7 separate regions of the Mus musculus genome follow, and regions 1, 3, 4, 5, 6 and 7 are each linked to region 2. A link is a contact called in public Hi-C, HiChIP or PLAC-seq and promoter capture Hi-C data. All regions are on one chromosome and are shown on one strand. Each heading gives the region's core, a stretch centred on a gene start, on an enhancer-like site or on the middle of the called end of the contact. The rest is flanking DNA. Distances are from core to core; before and after follow the strand shown.

Region 1 (2,700 bases), core at 76-2,575, 540 kb after region 2:
CCCCTTGCCCAGAGAGAACATTGCCCTCCACAGTCAGAAGGGCCTCTGTATCTCTTAAAAACCAAGGCAATCTCACAGAGGCACACCACAGACCAACCTGACAGAGATAATTACTTGAGACTCTTCAAGTGATTCCAGGTTGTGTCAAATCCACAGCTAATGCTAACTAGGTCACTGTCAATCTCAACAGTTCTTCACCAGGCCTCCCTTCCACAGTGTGTCGACTTGACAAGACTACCACATACAACAAGCACTTTATCCTTTGAGCAATCTCCACATCCCTAAGTCATCCTAACAGAGCCTTCCACTGCCTCTGGACCAGCTGGCTTTCCACGATGGAGACAAAATTCCGAATGTGGCGGACTGAACAGAGGAAATACTATTTGGGTTCATGGTTTTGGGTTATGTCCTGTTACTTTGGGACTGTGGCAACAGAGCAAGCACATCATGGCCAGCGAATATGGTTAAAAAAAAAAAAAAGGAAGTAAATAAGTATACCTCCTGGTTGCTGGGAAGCCAAGAGAAGAGGGGGAAGCCAGGGTCCCAGGGTACCAGGGTCCCTGTAGGTCCCTGTATTGGCCAAAGGTTCTTTAGAAGACTAGAATAGGTGAATGTGAGTGTATGTCTACATAGATGCATGTGGCTTGCATAATAAGGTTCTGGTGACCTGACAAAGGCTGTATGTATGCAGGAGAGGCTATTCAGAGCACAAAGCTGGATACTGAAGGGCTCTAGCAGGCCCAAGCATGGCAAACACAGACCTGAGAATGGCAAACATGGCTGTCAGACCTTGCCTTTCCCCTATTTCCTTTACCTTGCTAAACAGATTATATTCTTGAAGCTAGTCTCCAAGGTCCCTCACTCCTTCTGTCTGAGGCTAACTACCAAGATCCAGCTATCAAAATATTGAAATCCAGAAATTAAAAGCTCCCTTTGGTTCACCTAATTAACATACCCAAATTAAAACAAAACACCTCACCTAGCACCAGGTTTCCCCCATTTTTCCCTTATAAACTTCCATGTTCAGGTGGGCCATATCTGTCTCCTCTCTATCCAGAGACAGTCCTTTGTCAATCTGGGACAAATATCTTTTCCCCCACTCTCTGTCCTTCCCCTTCTCCCTCATCCTTCATTTCCTGTCTTTGTCTCTTATTCCTTGCCCTTTCTCCCTCTGAGGCAAATAAATCTCCTTTGTGCTAAGAACTTGGTCTTGGGGTGTCTTGTGTGGATTCTGGAACTTTCAGATACCACAGCAATTCCATTCTGGAGCCAAAGGCTCCAGATTCCTGGTGAGTCATTGGTATTCGTTCCAGGATGGAAGGCCGAAAGAAGTCAGAGTCTGATGGTAATGGTGGCAGCGGCAGTGGGAGCCACAGGACTGGAGTCCTCTGCAAGAGACAAAGGCAAGCATCACTGATTTTCCCTCAGAGCTTGTATCCCAGCTGTGTCACCCACAGTGAGGGGAGCACCACCCCCAAACACAACTCTGGAATCTCCCTCAGAGACATGGCCAGAGCCATTGTCTCCTAAGTATTTCAGATTCAGTAAAATTAAACAAGAGCCATTACAGCCCCAATGGTCTGGGTCCCTCCTCCTACAGGTTCTACCTCTTCAAGCTGGGAATCATGTCTTAAACAAAAAGGCCTGTGTGGGACATCCCAGATCCAAACTGTAGCACATGATCTTGGAAGTCTCCATGGCCTTAGTCTGGCATTTCTTCAGAAATTCTGTGAAATATTCAGGGCATCAAGTTGCTCTGCCTTCTTGCTTCCAAGTTGTGTGACTTTGAGCAACTTACTCAACCTCTCTGTGGTTTCATTTCTTCACCTATACATCTCAAATGATCGTTGTACAGTCATTATAAGGTTGAACACAAATGAGCAGTGTATGACACTATTATGGCTTGTCATTGTTGATGACGTGAAAGGGATTACAGGAGTCTGACTCCCTAAGCAGAAAGGCACACCTCTGCCAGTGTCTCCTCTGGAGCCGCAGCTGCATACAGGTCAAAGAACAGGATTACATCGGTGCCACGCTGTAACTGTGGGAGGCATGAGTCACACATTGGACACTCTCCAGAGTATTAGGTTGAATCATATGAAATTGTGAAATTCTGTGGAGAAAACCATGGATTACTATCAGGTGATCCCACTGCCAAGCCTTGAGCAAAGGAAATGGAGAATACAGGGTTTTCAGCACCCCAATGCCCTACACCCTGAACTCTTTCCTCTTGTCCTTGTTTCTTATGATGAGCCATGACCCAGGTTAGATCTTCTGAGTCCACATCTGGCTCCTTAGTCTTGGCAATTGCCTGCTTATCACCTGGAATCTCCATCAGATGCACGTTCTGATCCAGTGGTCCTGAGGAGTAGTCAGGAATCCTAGACTTGTAGCAAGCTTGGGGGGGGGGGGGCAGGGGCTGCCACTTGTCCCCTGAAAAGGAGACTCCTGAATATCATGGCAGCTGTGACTCATGGCATCTGCAGAGAGCCCAGTGAATCCTTCCTCTTGCAACATTAACACGTCAAGACAGAATTAAGAAAGTGACTGAAGGGCGGCAGCACCTGTCAAGCTCCTGCCCTTCCCATCTCCATGGTTTTCAGATGCTATCCCACCAGTAAGCCCACAAATTCTTTCCTTTTTTTCCCTTGCCTTTCTCCACTGAGCATCTTCAGCCATGTTTACTGATACCTGCCACTT
Region 2 (2,700 bases), core at 112-2,611:
AGAAAAGTGATTAATGAATGATCTAAGCGGCATAAAAGATAGCGTGTTCTAACCAGTGACTTCCCAACAGTGACTGCTTTTACTCTGCCATCTCGTTTTACTTCCAGATCTCTTGAAGCAACTTCTATTAATAAGAAAACACTTTCTTCAGCGCCCAGGAATGACAGACTCAAAGTGGTGGCTAGCCTCACAGAGCTAGGCCACTCGAGCAGCAGCGAACTGAACTGGAGACTTGGTTGTTCCCACCCAGCAAACTCTACCCTAAAGATGGGGTGCTTAAAAAAGTGTATTTCTGGGGGGTCCTGGGGATGATGCTGTGATAGGAGACAGCTTCAGAAGGGACATGGCTCCAGGCAGTAGTGGGGATTGGCATAGGCGTGCCTGAGCAGAACTTTTTGGTAAATAGGAGGACTGATTTCTGCAGTGACACGAGCGATCTAAGTACCCGCCCCCTGCCGGGGATGACCGGTCAACGGAAATCAGGGTCAGTGAGGTCCAGAGAAGGAATACCTGTTGCCTAACGTCTTTGTTCACTGACTATTTAGAAGCGTATAAAAAGCATAGTCTTTCTCCCAGGTTGTAGGTAGAAGAATGTCTGGAACCAAGCTACAATTCTTAATGCTAGACACTGTTTTTCAATTGGGAGCCATGCGGTACATTCCTTCTCTGTGGGTCGTTCTGCCAAGGGGGACTTCCTAAGCTCCTCCTGAGTTGCTCTCTCCGGGGAGACCCCGGTCTCCTACAATTCTGTCCCATATTCTTTTGGCGGACAACCCTCCTGGGGATCCTCTTCTAAGAACCACACGGTCTTGCCTTCTGGTCTGTCTGTCCCGCCTCGTCCCGGGCCTCCGTCAAGCTAAGGCACGACCGGAATGCGCGGGAGGACCCGGGGCGGAGTCGCCGGTAACCGATGGGACACGGGGCGGGTCAGCCCGAGTCCCGGCCCAGACCAGGCGAGTCAAGGGCGGCGCGGGGACCAGCACCAGTCCCTCTGCCCGGATTCCCGCTTGGTCTGAGCCCGCGTCCCCGCCCCATGCGGCGCCGCCCCGGGACTCTGGACTCCAGCGACGTGTCGATCCCACCCCCGTGTGGGCCTGGCAGAGTGCTCAACTCGGGGCTGGAGAATCCCGAGGATCCAGAGTGGGAACGAGGAGAAAGTCGCCTTGCGCGCGGGGAGAGCGCAGGACCAGCCTCGCCTAGCAGTTGGCAGACCAGGGAGGAGGCGATTTGCGTGCAGCTCTGGGCCGGGACCGCCCGCGGCGGGTCAGCGGGAGGCAGGAGGGAGGCGCCGCAGCCGGGACTCGACGTCGCCGCCCGCGATGGGAAGTGCCTTATAAAGCCGCAGCCCGTTCAGTCCCACAGACTCCTGGCGGCGCCGCCCTGAGCGCGCGGGCCACACGTAGCCGCCCCAGAGTGAGCGCAGAGCTGCGGCGTATTCGCGGGGCACCAACTTCTCCCCCACGGGGACTCTTAACCGCCGTTGCGGGAATCGAGCGCGTCCCACGGAGAACCCCTGATCGCCCCTGCCAGGACTCACTCTGCCCAGGCGGACCCCAGGCGGGGGCCGAGGGCGCCCCCGGCGGCAGGGGCATGCGCCGCCCGCGGCATGGCCTCGGCGGTGTTTGAGGGCACGTCGCTCGTGAACATGTTCGTGCGCGGTTGCTGGGTGAACGGGATCCGCAGGCTCATCGTCAGCAGGCGCGGCGATGAGGAGGAGTTCTTCGAAATCCGCACCGAGTGGTCGGACCGCAGCGTGCTCTACCTGCACCGCAGCTTCGCCGACCTGGGCCGCCTGTGCAAGCGCCTCCGCGATGCCTTCCCCGAGGACCGGTCTGAGCTGGCGCGCACGCCGCTGCGGCAAGGTGCGGGGCTGCGGGACTGGGGGCACCGGGGGATGCGGGGAGATGCGGTTTTCGGGAGGGGCTTTGTGGGGGAGGAACTTAGTGAGGAGCTCATCCAAGTGCGATGAAGTCCGCGGGAAGAGTTACTTAAAACTCTACTATTCGGCACCTGACGGAGGACATCCTAGACCCCGGCTTTCCTGAATGGTCGTTCAGAAAGGGCTGGGAACCGGCACGGAGTCTGGGGCGCACACTCTTGGAGGATAAATGAGATGGCTGGGGAAAGGGACAAGGTCAGCAGGACTCTCGCCTGACTGTCCCAAAGAACGAGCCTCTAGTGAAGAAGCGGAGGCGACATCCAGAGCTGACAGCTACTGGGTCCCAGCTGCTGTGGAGAACCAGTAGAGGCTGGAATGGGTTTGCTGGAAAGGGTAGAGACCGTTATAGAGTATCGAAACTGGGGTGATCGCAGCAGGTATGATCGCTGCTCAGGTCCTGCCCAGTAGAGGCCCCATCTGTATTCTGCCCCGGGGACAGCTGAGCCTGAAAGCGAGGTGCCACGCAGCAATCTTTTCCACCTCTCCTAGGAGGAGGCCGCCCCGCCTGGATCTGTCCGGCCAACCCAGGGTCCCCACCCCTGAGCCGGGTCCGCATTCGGATTTGATTAGCCATGGCCGCCTCCTCTCAGGCCGTGTGACGGTCCTGGTTGGCTGTGACTGTTGTTTTTCTCAAACAGCAGTGGCTTCCCCTTTGCTTCCTAAGGACAGCAAAAGGACTGGAAGAGTGGAGGAAACTGGAGAGAGACCTTGATAGAGACGGGGGAGGGGGGAAGAATAAAATGTGAGGCAAAGAGCCGGGT
Region 3 (2,700 bases), core at 32-2,531, 570 kb after region 2:
TCCATAAACTCAACCTGCTTTCATATACACCTTCTCATTTCCTGTTCACAAAGCCAGCTCCACGGCACCTATAATTATTTAGTATTTGAAGAAACTGGCTCCCGAGAGGAACTGGTGGAAGCTCCTGTTTACCCCTCCACTGTGCCAGACCAACGAAGAGTAACTCCTGGTGGACCAGTCCTAGCGCCAAGCCTAGGGTTTCTGCTAATAGAAAAACTGCAGGTTCTCGGGCTTCCTCAATTTGTAGCTGGTCAGGTTTTAAACCTTGCTTTTCTGAGGGGAGGAATCTGGGTAGTGTTGATGCCTTTTGTGGGACAGACAGTACTAGCCGAGAGAAGGAAATGTGAGCCCTGAATGTGGGCTGCAACCGTGTTTTTATATTTTCCTGGTTATCACATTTTTAAAAGTGAAAACAAGTGAGTCATTTAACAAATATATTTTAAGCACTGTGTCCAAAACGTGATCACTGTGACCTTTTGTCAGTGAGGTTCTTTGGCTAACTTACCCAGCCCATGAAAACCAGTGTCTCTCTCAGACCAGCATCTCAACTCACACTCACTATATTAGCTACCTCCACTTCCCTCCCTTGCTCTCTCGCTCCAACACGTGTCTGAGAGCAGAAATTTCGACTTTTAAGAGGCTTTTAGGACCCAAGAGTCCAGACCAGAAAAACGTCACTCTTCCTCCTCTATACCTAGCAATCGACCTGTATAGCATCCTTGTCGTCCTTGAAACAGTCCAGACCCTCACTTGATCCTCCCCTCTTTCCTCCCAAGCGGTATCACGTCTGGCTTTCTACTCGCCCTTAGTTACCAAGCAGACTTGAAAGAGAGAACCGGGCTGCAGTTCAAGTCCTGCCCAGGATGCAGGCACCCTTTTTCAGAAAGGACATCTAGTAGAGATGCATTTTCAGTTCTGGGCTTCATATCCAAGAGCGAGGCCACACCTGTCCTGCTACTGGGGAGGCAGGAGCCCCATCTGTAGTCCCCAGAGTGGTGGGAAATGAGCAGTGTGGGAGCAGAACCAGAGTGTAACCTAAAGGTCTCGACAGTAGACAAACACCTCAGGTGGACACTGAGGGGAAACCAGCAGGACCGGCTGGGGGGGCGTAATAACCCTAGGAGGCTGGATACAGGCGGGTGCCCCGCACCTCGCACCGCGCCCCGGCTCCCTCTCGCGGTGCCGCAGTCCCAGCCGCGCCGCCCCTCGGCTCTGCCCCCATGACGTCAGCGGGACTGGGCGGTCCCCGGGTATAAAAGGCGGTGCTGGGGGAGGGCGACTGGTCTTTTGCGCTCCTTAGCCCTCTGTCCACGCACTGCTCCGAGGGCAAGAGCCTCCACCCCTTCTACAACCAGCACCATGCGCGAGATCGTGCACATCCAGGCGGGCCAGTGTGGCAACCAGATCGGCGCTAAGGTGGGCTCACCCCTAGGGAAGAAATGGATGAGGTAGTCCCATCCGGTCAGGGTCCCAAGGTTGCGTGGGGAGAGGGGTAGGGGGGGGTGTCGCGGAAGCAGGCCGAGCCTAGGGGATCCAGAAGAGCCCCGGCTGGTGTCGCATTCCACCGCTGGCTACTGGGCGGGCCGGGTCCTGAAAGCCGACCAACTTGCCAGGATTGGTGCGACAAGGGTGTCTTAAATTAAGGTCCATTACATTGCTTTGGGACACAGCCCTTCTGCGGGGTGCAGCTGACATTAGTCTGGGTTTTTTTCGTGTCTGAAATTTGGGTTGGGGGGGTCACTACATGTATTGAAAAAAATCTCATGTCAAATGTAATTCATATATATATATATATTTCTGTCATTTGAATGAAAAAAATGCAGTGTCATTGGGTTGACAGATGTTACAGAGGCGTGTCTTTGGGCCAACAGACGAGGGTGTTAGACAAATTCTCTTACAAGGGCTCGTTTAGATGTGACATAAAACATTATGGTCCTCTTTTTTCTCTGCAAGACTGCTTGGAATGGGGGCTGTGAGACCCGACGGCAGTGGGGAGACAGCAATGGGTATTTAACATGGGTGTGGGCGGGTGCCTGCACAAGGACATGGTCTCTTTCAACACCGCCATATTGCCCACCCAACCTCCCCACTCCCTTTCCTGCTGCCAAGTCACAATGGAGGTTACATCCTGAGGATGGCCAGCTTTTTCCCGGGGCTGCCAGACGCCCTCTCAGGATTGTACTGCCCATCCCCGAACATTCCTAGCCAGGGTCAATACCCGAAGCCAATATGTAGGTCAGTGGTATAAAACTGGGCTGTTGAAAGCTGTCATGGAGTCTGTGCCAGCAGCCATTGATCCCTGGAGGCACAGGGGGCGGGGCACCTGATTTTCCCTTCTGCCTTTCCCATCCATCAGCCTGTATGTGTAACATTCAGCCTTGCCTGGAGTGATAGAAAGCAGCTGCCTCTGCAGTTCTGCGAGATCCGCTGTGCCCACTTCCTTCTCCAGGCTCCTCCCAGCCCTGCATCTGTGGTCATAATATGGCCGATGCACTGCGCATTCCCAAGACCCTCTGCAGCAGCAGCTGCTGCCCAAATACATGGAGGCCCGCAGCCCACTAGGCTCTTGCCCTGCTGTCTTTCTGGTGACAGAGAGATTCTAAGCATGATGTGGGATTGTCTTCATTTCAGTTTTGGGAGGTGATAAGCGATGAGCATGGCATCGACCCCACTGGCAGTTACCATGGCGACAGTGACTTG
Region 4 (2,700 bases), core at 9-2,508, 690 kb after region 2:
AACACATCCCGAGATTTCCCTCAAGTAGGCACACAGCTGCCTTAGTCCGGACTTTGCAGTGCTGCTAGGCACACTCTACACTCTACCCCTAGCCTCACCGCCTCATCTGTGCTACTCAGCTCAGTTTACAAATTTGTATTACAATTGGGTGTGGCTGGCTGGGTGCATGGGGTTGAAATTTCCTCTTACTTAACTCTCGGAAGAGTAAGAAATTCGAACATAGATACAATCTCCTGATACAGGCTTTTCACTCTCAGTTACTCGCCTTAGGTGGAAACTGTAAGTTAACCAAGGTTTTGTTGTTTGTTTTTTCTTGTTTTGTTTTTGCTGTTGTGTTGTTTGTGGGGGAGGTGTGGTTGTTAACCTACAAGCCACATGAAAAGAACTTCACGATATTTAGAGATAAGCATAATTATGTCTCAACATCCAGCAGTTATTTTGATAGTTTTACTGTATCATTTTCTACACAGGCAGGCTCTATGGTGGTCATTCTAACAGCTGACATGTTATCCTGTAGTGACAGCATTGCCTGCCTGCTTTCTGTGTTCACTTAGTTTATCTTTTTCTAGAGTGCTCTTGCTCAATCGCGCTCCTCTCCCCCACCCTCCATGCTCCCTTAGAGGCTTCTGCGAGTCACAAAGTTTCAGTCTTCTGTCTCTTCCTTACTTATATTTCCAGAAATTACAGGTTACTGAAACCGATAGTTTCACATTAAGGTTACAGAAGCTGATACTTCCTTTGAGCCAGTGTTCTTTAAGGCAGAGTAAACCGCAGTTGCCAGGCTAAGGGAAGACACCCTGCACAAACTTCGCTCTGGCTCACTTCGATTTTTACCCTTTGCTAAAAAAATATGCAGAGACTCACAACTGCTCACTATACAAGAGTGGGCTGGCGAAACGCAACCATTCACGTTAAGCAGGACCTGGACCCAGTGTGGACGCGCCTGCAAATACTTAAAGGCTTGAGGAGCGAGGCACCCTGGGAACACCGGTCTACAGTTTAATATGCAAGCTGAAAACCGGAAGGGACCTCTTTAGTCCTGCATTTCCCCCAGTCCCCAAAGTTGCTTGCAGAAAGGACGCGCATGCCCCAGGGAAGCAGTGAACAGACTCTTACCTCTGCCTCCTGGAGGGAACACACGCACAATGTGACACAGCCAGTGTCTAGGGCCAGAATGCCTAGAGCTTGCCTGCACGCTTTGCCGCTGCGCCCAGGGCCGTTTTCCCCACCCGGCCCCGCCCTCACACTGACCTCTAGCGGCTTCTTGGCAACAACCCGCCCCACAACTCCCAATCAGTGGACTTCAATCTTCCCTCCCCTACTGTCTCCTTGACCTGTTCCTGCCCCACGCTGGGCTCCAGTAGTTGTGGGCAAAACCAGTTTCTCTCCTTGCTTCCGGCATCTGGCAGAAAGCCTGTGCTGGGAGATGGGAAGTGGTGCCTTCCTGCTTTGTACCTCATCCTCTACAAGCACTAATATATCCAGGCAAATCAGCACAAAAACACTGTACTACTAGGCAATCAAAAAAAAAAAAAAAAAAAAAAAAAAAAGAAATGAGTTGTGAATACATCCTGCTCCAGTCTTCAGGGAATTTCCCAGAGTAAGAGCGTCCAATCACCAAAGAATATGTATTTAATGATTCTGTTTCTTGAAAGAGTAAATTACAGGAATAGGGAATCAGAGTAGTGGTTGCAAAGATTTAGGAGTTAAAGAACAATCTTTGTGTTGAAGGATGCATTCTTTGCCTATCCTATCAGTGTCCACGTCACGGTAAGCCACTCTTGCCAGATGTCGTCAATGGAGAAAACAGTGAAACTGATATATAGGTAAAAATACAATAGTTAATTAAAAAATGTTGCGGGGCCTAGCAAACACAGAAGTGGATGCTCACAGTCAGCTAATGGATGGATCACAGGGCTCCCAATGGAGGAGCTAGAGAAAGTACCCAAGGAGCTAAAGGGATCTGCAAACCTATAGGTGGAACAACAATATGAACTAACCAGTACCCCGGAGCTCTTGACTCTAGCTGCATATGTATCAAAAGACGGCCTAGTCGGCCATCACTGGAAAGAGAGGCCCATTGGACACACAAACTTTATATGCCCCAGTACAGGGGAATGCCAGGGCCAAAAAGGGGGGGTGGGTGGGTAGGGGATTGGGGGGCTGGATATGGGGGACCTTTGGGATAGCATTGAAAATGTAAACGAGGAAAATACCTAATAAAAAAAATTTTTAAAAAAATGTTGCAAGACCAAGTAGTTGCAGAAGCTGGGCAAAGGAGCTGGTAGAACTTTAGGTGAAAAATTGTGTGTGTGTGTGTGTGTTGTTGGTTTTCTGGCTTTCTATCCACAGTGACATCTTACCAATTCAAGGAATGGTGGTATGGCTGATCTCTCTGCTACCATTTTCCTTATATTAAGAAGTGGATTACTGCATTCCCCGGCAGGGTCAGGGCTGCCAGTGAGCCTTGGCCTGGAGATGGTCTACATTTTCTAATAGAGATGCAGGTGTAAGTGCCTCAGCCCCTGTGGGATCATGCATGACTGGAGTACAGCAGCATCTGTGAACAAGAACTCACAGACACACTCTACGTAAGCTGCTCTTCGCCCGCCCGGGACCGGGACTGGAAGCTGAGTGGTACTCTCTGGTGTACATAATGGTGTAGGCTGAATGGAAGTTGAACAGTAGGACAGTTCACTA
Region 5 (2,700 bases), core at 173-2,672, 560 kb after region 2:
GAACTGGAAAGGACACTTCAGAGCCTTTTCCCATGGGCAGGGTGATGGGTGTGGAGGGTGCTCTTTCTTTTCTTATGGGTTTCAAAGGGTTCCACGTCATGTGAATAAAGAGGACTCCTTCTTGGTCCCCCACAAAAATAAGGAGAGAAAAGGAAAACCAGGGTGTGAATAAAAATAGAAGTGAGCTCAGTGCTCTCACAAGCAAGGTTCTCAATGGATCTGGACCTTCAGTGAGTGGAAAGAGCTCATTTGCAATGGAATCCCACGATCAGGCTTCTGGGCTTTCTGTTTTCGCCACATTCACACCCCAACAAAGGACTGTGGCATCATCACTAAGGCAGGAAATGAGGGGGTGAGTAGACATTGGCTGCATTCCCCCTTCTTCTGAGTTCAGACAGACAGTCCTGGAGGCTGGGTGCTGGTTGCCTAGGAAACAGCTTGGATGTGAAACTAGAAAAAGCTCTATCAGCATCAGGAGATGCAATTACTGGTTTTTGTTTTGTTTTGTTTTGATTTTTTTCTTCCTTTCTTTCTGGTATTGTGTGATGCTAGGGGTGGGGAGGAACATTCCTTTAACGCTTCTGAGCCAATTTTTTTCACACATAAGGAGACAGGTTATATTCTACTCGCTCCCACTCCCCCTCTTTCCCCTTCCCCCTCCCCTTCCCCTTCCCCATCCCCCTCCCCCTCCCCCTTTCTCTCTCTCTCTCTCTCTCTCTCTCTCTCTCTCTCTCTCTCTCTCTCTCTCTCTCTCTCTCTCTCTCTCTCTCTCTCTCTCTCTCTCTCTCGCATCAAAACCGGTACTGAGCCTAGCAAACACTTGGCATGGCTTTCATCTCTTGTCTCCCACCCACACAGCCAGCTTGCTGCACTTAACAGGCACCAGCTGAATAATCAGGATGTGATAAGAAAATAGGTTGGTAGTGAGAACTTCATCTTTGTAACTTTCATGATAGTAAAAACTTAAGTTTCATGGTGCAGTGTTAGATTATCAATCGTTTGTAAACCAAAACATCACTAGAGATGCAAATGTGTCTAACCACTTCTGAAAAATATAGTTATTGTTTTCTGTTTGAATAAGCATAGCTACATAGTGGGGATGTATGCTGAAGTTTCTCGTTAGGTCACTCATTTTCCTCTACTTGTATTCAGACTCAAGTGAAATGGATGTGGAGTCAACAAACAGCAGGAGCCACCTGTCTGTGGAAGAGCAACGAGACTTTTAATACCACTGCGCTAACAGGAGAATTCAGACTCCACGTACAGATAATGCTGGACTACCCCTGCCACTCCCAAATTTAGCTCCCAGCCAGGGAACCATGTCTCACAAGGAGGAGCTCTTAGTCAACATGCACTGCAAAAGACTTAAAAATTTCAGGTCGGTTGTTTAACGAGCAAAGCAGGTGTTGTTTAGACTACCAGACTTCTGCTTCCAGGCTATGAGGCTATCATTTCACCAGCTGTGGGTAGCTGGAGCTAGTGGGTATACCTGAAGTGTTGTCTTCAGATAAAGAGGAGATGACTGGCCTTTGTCACCTTGATGGCCAAGACTGATCAGAGGAAAGGGAGTAGAGGGACTGTAGGCCTCAATGCGGGGCATCTATGAAAAGTTCCCTAGGATAGCAAATATCACAACAGGGGCTGCACAATTCAGTTCTTGACTTCCTCAGCCCTCTTTCTTCTAGTTTGCACCACTCTTTGTGTGTAGATCTTTGTCTTTCCCTGCAAGGAACTGGCTTGAGAAAATTAATTTCAAAGAAACTACACTCTGTACTTAGATTGTAAGATGTGATAGATGCCCCCATGACAGACCACCCCACCCCATGGAGAATTGTATCTGAAAGCCTGTTTTCAGTTATTTTCTTCAGGTAGTTGTTACATGATCGTGTTTCCCTCAGTTTTTTCCCCCAGTTCCTCTCTGCTCATCTCTTCCTATCAGTCTGGTGTTGAACCTTTCAGGTGATTCTTACTGCTTCTCTCCTGCTTCCCATCCTCTGTTCTTCTTACTCCACTTTCTACAAGACTTGTCTCACTTTTCTTTCAGTTTCTCCATTGAGTTTAGTTGATGTTAATACATTTTGTGGTTCCCAAGATCTTTTTAAAAAATTCTTTAGATTTTAGTTTTATTATTATTATTATTTGAGGCAGAGTCTCCCTCTATAGCTTAGGCGGTCTTAGAATTCATTATGTAGCTCAGACTTACCTTGAATTCACGGTAATCCTTCTGCCTCAGCTCTCTCAGAACTGAGATTACAAGTGTGAGCCCCCACACCAAGCCAATTTTCTACTCTTATTTCATGGACTCACTGTTTGGTCTAAAGATACTTATGAGGTTTTTAACTATTTTTCTTCTCCTTACATGATATCTGTATATCTCCTTTCTCTGTGTTTACTTGGGCCTCCTGGTAGAGTAAGTAAGGTTTAGTTGCCTCTCCATTTTTTGAGATCCACTTTTATTTTTGATCACATGTATGTGTATGTGTGTGTCAGTATGTGCATATGAGTGAAGATCCCCAAGGAGCCAGAGGTTTCAGATATCCTGAATCTAGAGTTACAGGTAGTTATGAGCTGAGTCCTGAGGACCAACTCTAACCTAAGAGCAATCAGGGCTTTTAACCTATAAGCCATCTCTCCAGCCCTATGAATGCTCATTAAAAAACATTTTAAAAAATATTTTATGTGTATTTTTTGTCTGCATGC
Region 6 (2,700 bases), core at 159-2,658, 620 kb after region 2:
GAAACTCTGTGGTGCATAACTCAGCTACCTGCGGGCTGGACACTGGCTGTGAAGAGGTTTTCATGGGACTGTTGCGGCTGAGGCTGCAGCCTGGCTTCAGGATTAACCACCTGGAGCTGTTTCTCAGGTTACAGGCCGTTTGTATTTCTAAAACAATGCAGGGTGAGACTAAGGGAAACCTTAGCAGAGATCTTTTAGGAAGAGTGGTCTCCAGTGCAGCTAAGTGAATGAGACTCTCAACAGCCATTAAGTTGCCGATGAGCATGACATTAACACAACCTTAGTAGCCTCGTTCAAGCCCTTTTTGCAATCAGGAAACGGGATAACATGCCTCTTCACTAGCAATTTATACAACCAGAGTCACTGATATGTTTTCCAACGTGTATATTTAAAAAGTTGTTAAAGTCATATGAGAGAAGAAATCTGAATTGGATATAGACTAAGAGAGCTACACAATCATGCTACTAATGTTTAAAAACAAACAAACAAACAAACAAAAAAATGGGTCGCTTTTCCGTTCTTTCTACTTCCAGATTATATGCTCAAACGATTGGTTTCCACATCAGGTCTAATAAAGTTCCAAATGCTCGTTACTACTGTCAATGGCCCACCGATAGTAAACTGCACACGACCACTGCCTATGTCTGCATGTGTATAACATGGAGGGATGCGCACAACTTCAGCCTGCTCTATCCACATCTTCTGCTTACATTCTCTTGAGACCGTGCACCCATTTTCAAGACAGCAGGTCTCCATGAATGTTATTATTTTAGCAAAGGGCTGGAGTGTAGTGTAGAGGGAAATAGAAGTGAAGATTCGGTGTCCTGGCCATCACCACACACACACACACACACACACACACACTCGACTCTCTGGCAGGGGAACCTGGGACTTTGAATTTACACAGGTTCCCAAGCAGATTGTCTTGCACACTTAAGTTTAAAATTAGCAAGCAAAAGGACTCAGGAAACTTGGGCCCTGCCTGCCACTGAAGCAGGTTAGGCAGATTTCTGATTTGGCAGGAATAATTACTGTTCCCAGCAAATGGCTAAGAGGCCAGCAAGCCCCCCACCCCTTCCTTCCTCCCCAGTTCCTTCCCTGTGCACTGAGGAGGCTGGACCACCACCCAGCACGTAGAACCTAACCCCAGGCATCAAAGTGCTCGCACACCAGTTCTGCGGGATCTGGACGTGGGGTTTGAGCAAGGAAGGGCCGACAACGCCAGGCGTCCGTATCCCTCCCCGGCCAGTGGCCCTCGCTGCCCCGAGCACGCCATTACCCGAAGGTGGCTACGGGTTCGGCCTGGGGTACGCAGATCCGGGATTTCAGGGGCGAGAGGAGCAGCCGCAACCGCTGGGCCGCCGGGCGAACTGTTGCGGTCGCCATAGCTCCAGGTCGCACAAGCTCCATGGAACGCGCATGCGCCCGGCTGGATGCCACCCTTCAAGTGCTAAGCTCGAAGTCCCGCCCCTGGCCCGCTGTGCCTTGCTGGAGCTCGCTCTGCTCCTTGTCAGGCCTGCCCAGAAACAAAAACAGAGCGTGTCCTTCTAGTCCTAGCTCTCTCAGGGTGGACAGTTCAGTAGGCACTGCTCCTTGCTTGCAACTGCCAAGGAGTCCAAGGATATGGGTCGGCGGGGCCACCTGCTGTGCTGCCTTCACCTAAAGGGTATCTAAGCAGAGCCTCTGAGAGACAAGTGCACAGCAGACCATCCTGCCTCTGTTAAGGAAGGAAAGCTCAAGCTGGCCTAGAACTCTAGCTGATGTTGATCTTGAGCTCCTGATCCTCCTGACTCATGCTGGGACATCTGGCCTGCATCACTACACCTGACTATGTCCCACTTCCCACATTATCTAGCCCTGGTCCCTTGATGCTAAGCATAATGGTAGCAAGCCTTTAGGTTACTTAGAGCAACATTTATTATGCACGTCTTAAGAACTCATCATTTGTACATCTTGCTGTGTTAGCTTTATGCACCACTGTGACAAACATTTGAGAACAATGTAAAAGGGGGAAAGGTTCATGGTTTCAGAGCTCTAAGCTCAAGGTCATCCGGACCCATTTCTTTGGGCCCGAGGAAAGGCAGTGCATGGTGGGAGCGGAGGCACTTAAGTGTTAAGAGCACTTAACAGGCTGAGAGGGAGAAGAGAAAGAACTGGAAGAAACTGTTCAAAGGAAAAATTGTTCAAAGACATGCATGCTCCCAGTGACCTGCTTCTTGTAGTCAGGCCCCACCTCCTATATCTTCCAATAATACCAACAAACTATGAATCCATTAATAGATAACTCCATTGATTAAGTCAGAGTCCTCACGATCCAATTACCCAGCAATGACTAGTCCCAGTAATGGGGGGGGAGGGAGCTTTCAATACTTCATACCAAAAACTAGTCATTTTTGTGCCAGGTGCCTTAAAGTGTGTCACTATATTTTTAATTAGTATATGCTCCTTCTCCATCCATACTTCTTACCCCAGATTATAGACGAGGAAACAGTGGGAAGAGAAGTTAGAAAGGCTTGGCTCACAGAGCTGTGGAGGGGTATTCAGGTCGGCTTAGCTTCCTAATGCTATATGAAAACATCATACCTCTTACTACAATTACACTAGCTCTTAACTCTTTATAATCACTTATTTGTAAATGTCATTGAGTCTGTCCTCCATTTTAACCCCACCCCATTTTTTGAAGCGATAAAACCATGAAGG
Region 7 (2,700 bases), core at 151-2,650, 650 kb after region 2:
CTTATTACAATCTTGAAAGCTTAACATTATGTGTAAGGCTCAAAGTAGCAAAGAATGAGAAAAATGGAAATTAAAGTTAAGAATTGTTACTACTGTTTTTGTCAGTCATACAAACAAAACATCCCAAATTTCATTTTCAATAAGACTAGTATATTTCTACATACAATACAGCTGTGATAGTTCACCTTTCTCACAAGCCTTAGTAGTATCTTTCCAGGGGCTACAGAATTACACAATTAAGTCATTGCATCCCAAAGTTCACTCTACCATCGAGTCTTCATGTGTTAAGAAAGAATACTTTCCTAAAGGTCTTTTGTGGAATTTCTTGATTAAAACAGCTTCAACTCTTTGCACAAAGTAAAAGAGCAAGAAAATCAAATGATCTGCAAGACACAAAGAATGAGTCACCCTGGGCTGCACCATCCATCCTCAGTGGGCTCTGTCCAACGCTTAGGTGAGGAGGATGTGGCTTATCTTTTTCACAACTCAGAAAAGGTCTGCAGCAACCCATAAATGCAAATGCTACTGAGGACCAGAGAAGCCTTGGATGTTTGACACTGGTCTCTCGTTGAGGTCGTAGATCACTCCTGATTTGCCAGCTCACCTCAAAAATAACGATGAAAGCTACCGACTGCTCTGCCACCTGCTGCCCCAAGACAACAGGAATAGACCCTTTTAAAGAGCTGGTAGGTCCAGGGTTGATAGGTTACATTTAGGTAGTCTTGTTGGGGTCCTAAAGCTTCAAGAAGCTGTCATTCCTACCAAAATAATCGTTCCATAGTCACTCTGTAACCATGGCTACGGCGCACCTTCAGTCTCGACTTGAGCTAAAACGACCTCAAGAAGAGTCCAACCTCCCGCTAGATGACAGCAAGTTCCGCGCTTTTCGATTTCCGGGAACGTTTGAAGTCCCGCCCGCCACCCGGCTTCCGGAAACAACGAGCCCCGCCCTCCGGTCCACGCGCAGAAATCGCGCGGCCTCCGCCCCTTCCGGGAAACCAGCTTCTGAGGAAACTAGCGGCGGCGCCCCTGGCCTCGACCCCCGCGCTGACTTACCTCAGAGGCCTTCCCGCGGCCAAGTACCCCGGCCTAGGTGAGGAAGGACGGGCGGTGGACGTCAGGAGCGGCGCCTCGCCGTGGCTGCCCGGCCGGGACGGCCCTGGGCCCTGACGAGGACCGGTCGGAGTTCGGTGCTGAAGTGGCGCCCAGCCACTCGCAGGTCCCCCACAGCCTGCCGCCTCCCGCCGCGTCCAGCTCGCACCTCCGCGGGTCCGCACCGCCGCTGGACTCCCGGGAGGTGAGCGGCACCGACACCCGCGCTCCCGAGGCCGTTCCGGGGGCCGCTGGTCCTCCTCTAAGGACTACTGGGGTGGTGCTAGGCTGCGGCCGCCCCTGTCTCCGCCTCTGCTCACGCCCCGGGGCTGTGTGCACGGGCGAGCGCCAGCCTCCCAGCTGGGCATTGAGCTCTACTGAGCATGCCAGGTTCGCAGCACGACCATCCCGGAGGCCCGCGGGCGGAAGGAATGGCACTTTTGCCTTGCTTTCTGAGCGAGTTCTGAGAGAGCCCTTAAAAAAAATAATACGGCGGTCATAGCTGCTATATGTCAGGGCGGAGACCGCTTGGCCCGCTAGATAGCGCTGTGTGCGACAGTGGCCTTTGCAAGCTTTGTGGGTTCAGAGGTGACACGGTGACAGAACCACTGGTAAATTATCGTTCGTCCACCACAGCAGCCTGTCGAGGAAGAAACGTGATTAATTTGTAGCCCTCGAAAATAGTAGTTGAAACCCCAAGCAGAAACTGTGTTGCTGCAGGTGTCATTAAGAAGAAAGTTGCACGATAGTCCAGTGATCCCTTATTGTCAAAAGATAAATATGACAAGACAGAGAGAGGGCCACAAAAGACACGATAAAGGAGTCTTATTAAACCATACACACGACCACTTTAAGAAAATTCACAGCCATTTTACCAGATACCTCACCATACAAATAAGCATTAAAAAGATGCTCAATGTCAAAGGACATTAGGGGAACTCAACTTTGATGTAGAGTACACATAAAATGCCCCCAAATCCCAAACATTCACCGATGTTAACAAAAACGTACACTAACTGAAAATCACATACATTCCTGCAAAGAATGCAAAACCTTTATGGTTACTGTATGATTTATCAGTTTCACATACAGGTATGTACCCAAATGAACATACATCTAGTGTATAAACACATGTACTTAAGTTGGGTTTTTTGTTTGTTTGTTTGTTTGGAGTTCTTTCCGGGTGGGATTGGGTGTGTGTGTGTGTGTGTGTGTGTGTGTATAAAACTCCACATATGGGAGGCCAGGAGCCCACCTCCAGTTAGCTCCTTCTTACAATGCATCTTTTTCTTTTCCATACAAGGTATTACTTTTACCTTTTGCTTGTGGAATGGACTAAGCTGTCTGGCCAAGGCAAGAGGCACCAGGGGTGTCTCCATGGCCAGTTTTGTTTGTTTGTTTCTGTATGAGTGCTGGGGATTGAACTCAGATCCATATGTTGCCATGGAAAGCACTTTGCTGAAGGAACCATGAGCTATCTTCTTCAGGTTCCTGTACATTGTTTTTCCTTAAGTTTTTTGTTTGTTTTATTTACGAGTGTGTATATAATAGAGTGCAGATTCTCCTAGAGGCCACAGAAAGGTATCAGGTCCCCTGAAGTTAGAGTTT

Evidence for each region. Promoter capture Hi-C pulls out the DNA fragments that hold promoters and counts their contacts. Hi-C and Micro-C count contacts between places; a contact is called where the count stands out from the background. HiChIP or PLAC-seq counts read pairs in DNA pulled down with a chosen protein or histone mark.
Region 1: a Hi-C map of muscle stem cells shows a contact between it and region 2, with 4 times the contacts expected there. The contact joins the promoter of 4930447K03Rik here to the promoter of Pxdc1 in region 2. A contact is called at or near these places in 3 of 39 promoter capture datasets (cranial neural crest, liver and stem cell-derived epiblast-like cells), 1 of 484 Hi-C or Micro-C datasets (muscle stem cells) and 8 of 115 datasets of contacts at active chromatin or transcription factors (craniofacial prominence, embryonic basal ganglia, embryonic hindbrain and 5 more).
Region 3: a contact with region 2 is called in an H3K4me3 HiChIP or PLAC-seq map of neural tube, with 5 times the contacts expected there. The contact joins the promoter of Tubb2a here to the promoter of Pxdc1 in region 2. A contact is called at or near these places in 8 of 39 promoter capture datasets (the 3T3-L1 cell line, cranial neural crest, embryonic stem cells and 3 more), 1 of 484 Hi-C or Micro-C datasets (embryonic stem cells), 6 of 115 datasets of contacts at active chromatin or transcription factors (bone marrow-derived macrophages, embryonic forebrain, extraembryonic endoderm stem cells and 3 more) and 3 of 9 other capture datasets (adipose tissue, embryonic stem cells and liver).
Region 4: a FOXA1 HiChIP or PLAC-seq map of pancreatic cancer cells shows a contact between it and region 2. The contact joins the promoter of Nqo2 here to the promoter of Pxdc1 in region 2. A contact is called at or near these places in 2 of 39 promoter capture datasets (both in embryonic stem cells), 2 of 484 Hi-C or Micro-C datasets (cerebellar granule neurons and embryonic stem cells), 2 of 115 datasets of contacts at active chromatin or transcription factors (embryonic stem cells and pancreatic cancer cells) and 1 of 9 other capture datasets (embryonic stem cells).
Region 5: a contact with region 2 is called in a promoter capture Hi-C map of hippocampal neurons, with 2.5 times the contacts expected there. The contact joins the enhancer-like site here to the promoter of Pxdc1 in region 2. A contact is called at or near these places in 4 of 39 promoter capture datasets (cranial neural crest, hippocampal neurons and liver), 4 of 115 datasets of contacts at active chromatin or transcription factors (astrocytes, extraembryonic endoderm stem cells, pancreatic cancer cells and 1 more) and 1 of 9 other capture datasets (embryonic stem cells).
Region 6: a contact with region 2 is called in an H3K27ac HiChIP or PLAC-seq map of embryonic stem cells, with 8 times the contacts expected there. The contact joins the promoter of Bphl here to the promoter of Pxdc1 in region 2. A contact is called at or near these places in 11 of 39 promoter capture datasets (the C10 cell line, the HPC-7 cell line, the SN4741 cell line and 8 more), 6 of 484 Hi-C or Micro-C datasets (the C10 cell line, the G1E-ER4 cell line, embryonic fibroblasts and 3 more), 10 of 115 datasets of contacts at active chromatin or transcription factors (T-cell acute lymphoblastic leukemia, embryonic limb bud, embryonic stem cells and 6 more) and 4 of 9 other capture datasets (adipose tissue, embryonic stem cells, liver and 1 more).
Region 7: a contact with region 2 is called in a promoter capture Hi-C map of pre-B cells. The contact joins the promoter of Ripk1 here to the promoter of Pxdc1 in region 2. A contact is called at or near these places in 6 of 39 promoter capture datasets (the C10 cell line, cranial neural crest, frontonasal cranial neural crest and 2 more), 1 of 484 Hi-C or Micro-C datasets (embryonic stem cells), 4 of 115 datasets of contacts at active chromatin or transcription factors (astrocytes, embryonic midbrain, extraembryonic endoderm stem cells and 1 more) and 2 of 9 other capture datasets (adipose tissue and liver).

Annotation. Positions count from the first base shown.
Region 1 is chr13:34,111,897-34,114,596 of GRCm38.p6, reverse strand. 4930447K03Rik (RIKEN cDNA 4930447K03 gene) reads left to right here and starts at 1,325. Exons shown (of 5, transcript NR_046184.1): 1 at 1,325-1,403.
Region 2 is chr13:34,651,342-34,654,041 of GRCm38.p6, reverse strand. Pxdc1 (PX domain containing 1) reads left to right here and starts at 1,361. Exons shown (of 5, transcript NM_025831.3): 1 at 1,361-1,862. The coding sequence starts at 1,607. Gm15908 (predicted gene 15908) reads right to left here and starts at 1,119. Exons shown (of 4, transcript NR_105041.1): 1 at 814-1,119.
Region 3 is chr13:34,076,589-34,079,288 of GRCm38.p6, reverse strand. Tubb2a (tubulin, beta 2A class IIA) reads left to right here and starts at 1,281. Exons shown (of 4, transcript NM_009450.2): 1 at 1,281-1,416; 2 at 2,632-2,700. The coding sequence starts at 1,360.
Region 4 is chr13:33,963,217-33,965,916 of GRCm38.p6, reverse strand. It overlaps Nqo2 (N-ribosyldihydronicotinamide quinone reductase 2), which reads right to left and starts at 1,258. Exons shown (of 7, transcript NM_001163241.1): 1 at 1,117-1,258. It also overlaps a transcript of Serpinb6a not described here.
Region 5 is chr13:34,093,908-34,096,607 of GRCm38.p6, reverse strand. It overlaps 4930447K03Rik (RIKEN cDNA 4930447K03 gene), which reads left to right. Exons shown (of 5, transcript NR_046184.1): 3 at 1,153-1,378. Among named protein-coding and RNA genes, the nearest start is that of Tubb2a, 17 kb to the right of the region's middle. Within about 2 kb of position 1,422, at least 141 of the 459 cell types and tissues checked have an H3K27ac peak or open chromatin away from gene starts, as enhancers often do. A contact at or near this core is called in astrocytes, embryonic stem cells, hippocampal neurons and 1 more, where this site is marked.
Region 6 is chr13:34,036,349-34,039,048 of GRCm38.p6, reverse strand. Bphl (biphenyl hydrolase-like (serine hydrolase, breast epithelial mucin-associated antigen)) reads right to left here and starts at 1,408. Exons shown (of 7, transcript NM_026512.1): 1 at 1,280-1,408. The coding sequence starts at 1,386.
Region 7 is chr13:34,001,063-34,003,762 of GRCm38.p6, reverse strand. Ripk1 (receptor (TNFRSF)-interacting serine-threonine kinase 1) reads right to left here and starts at 1,400. Exons shown (of 11, transcript NM_001359997.1): 1 at 1,057-1,400. It also overlaps a transcript of Serpinb6a not described here.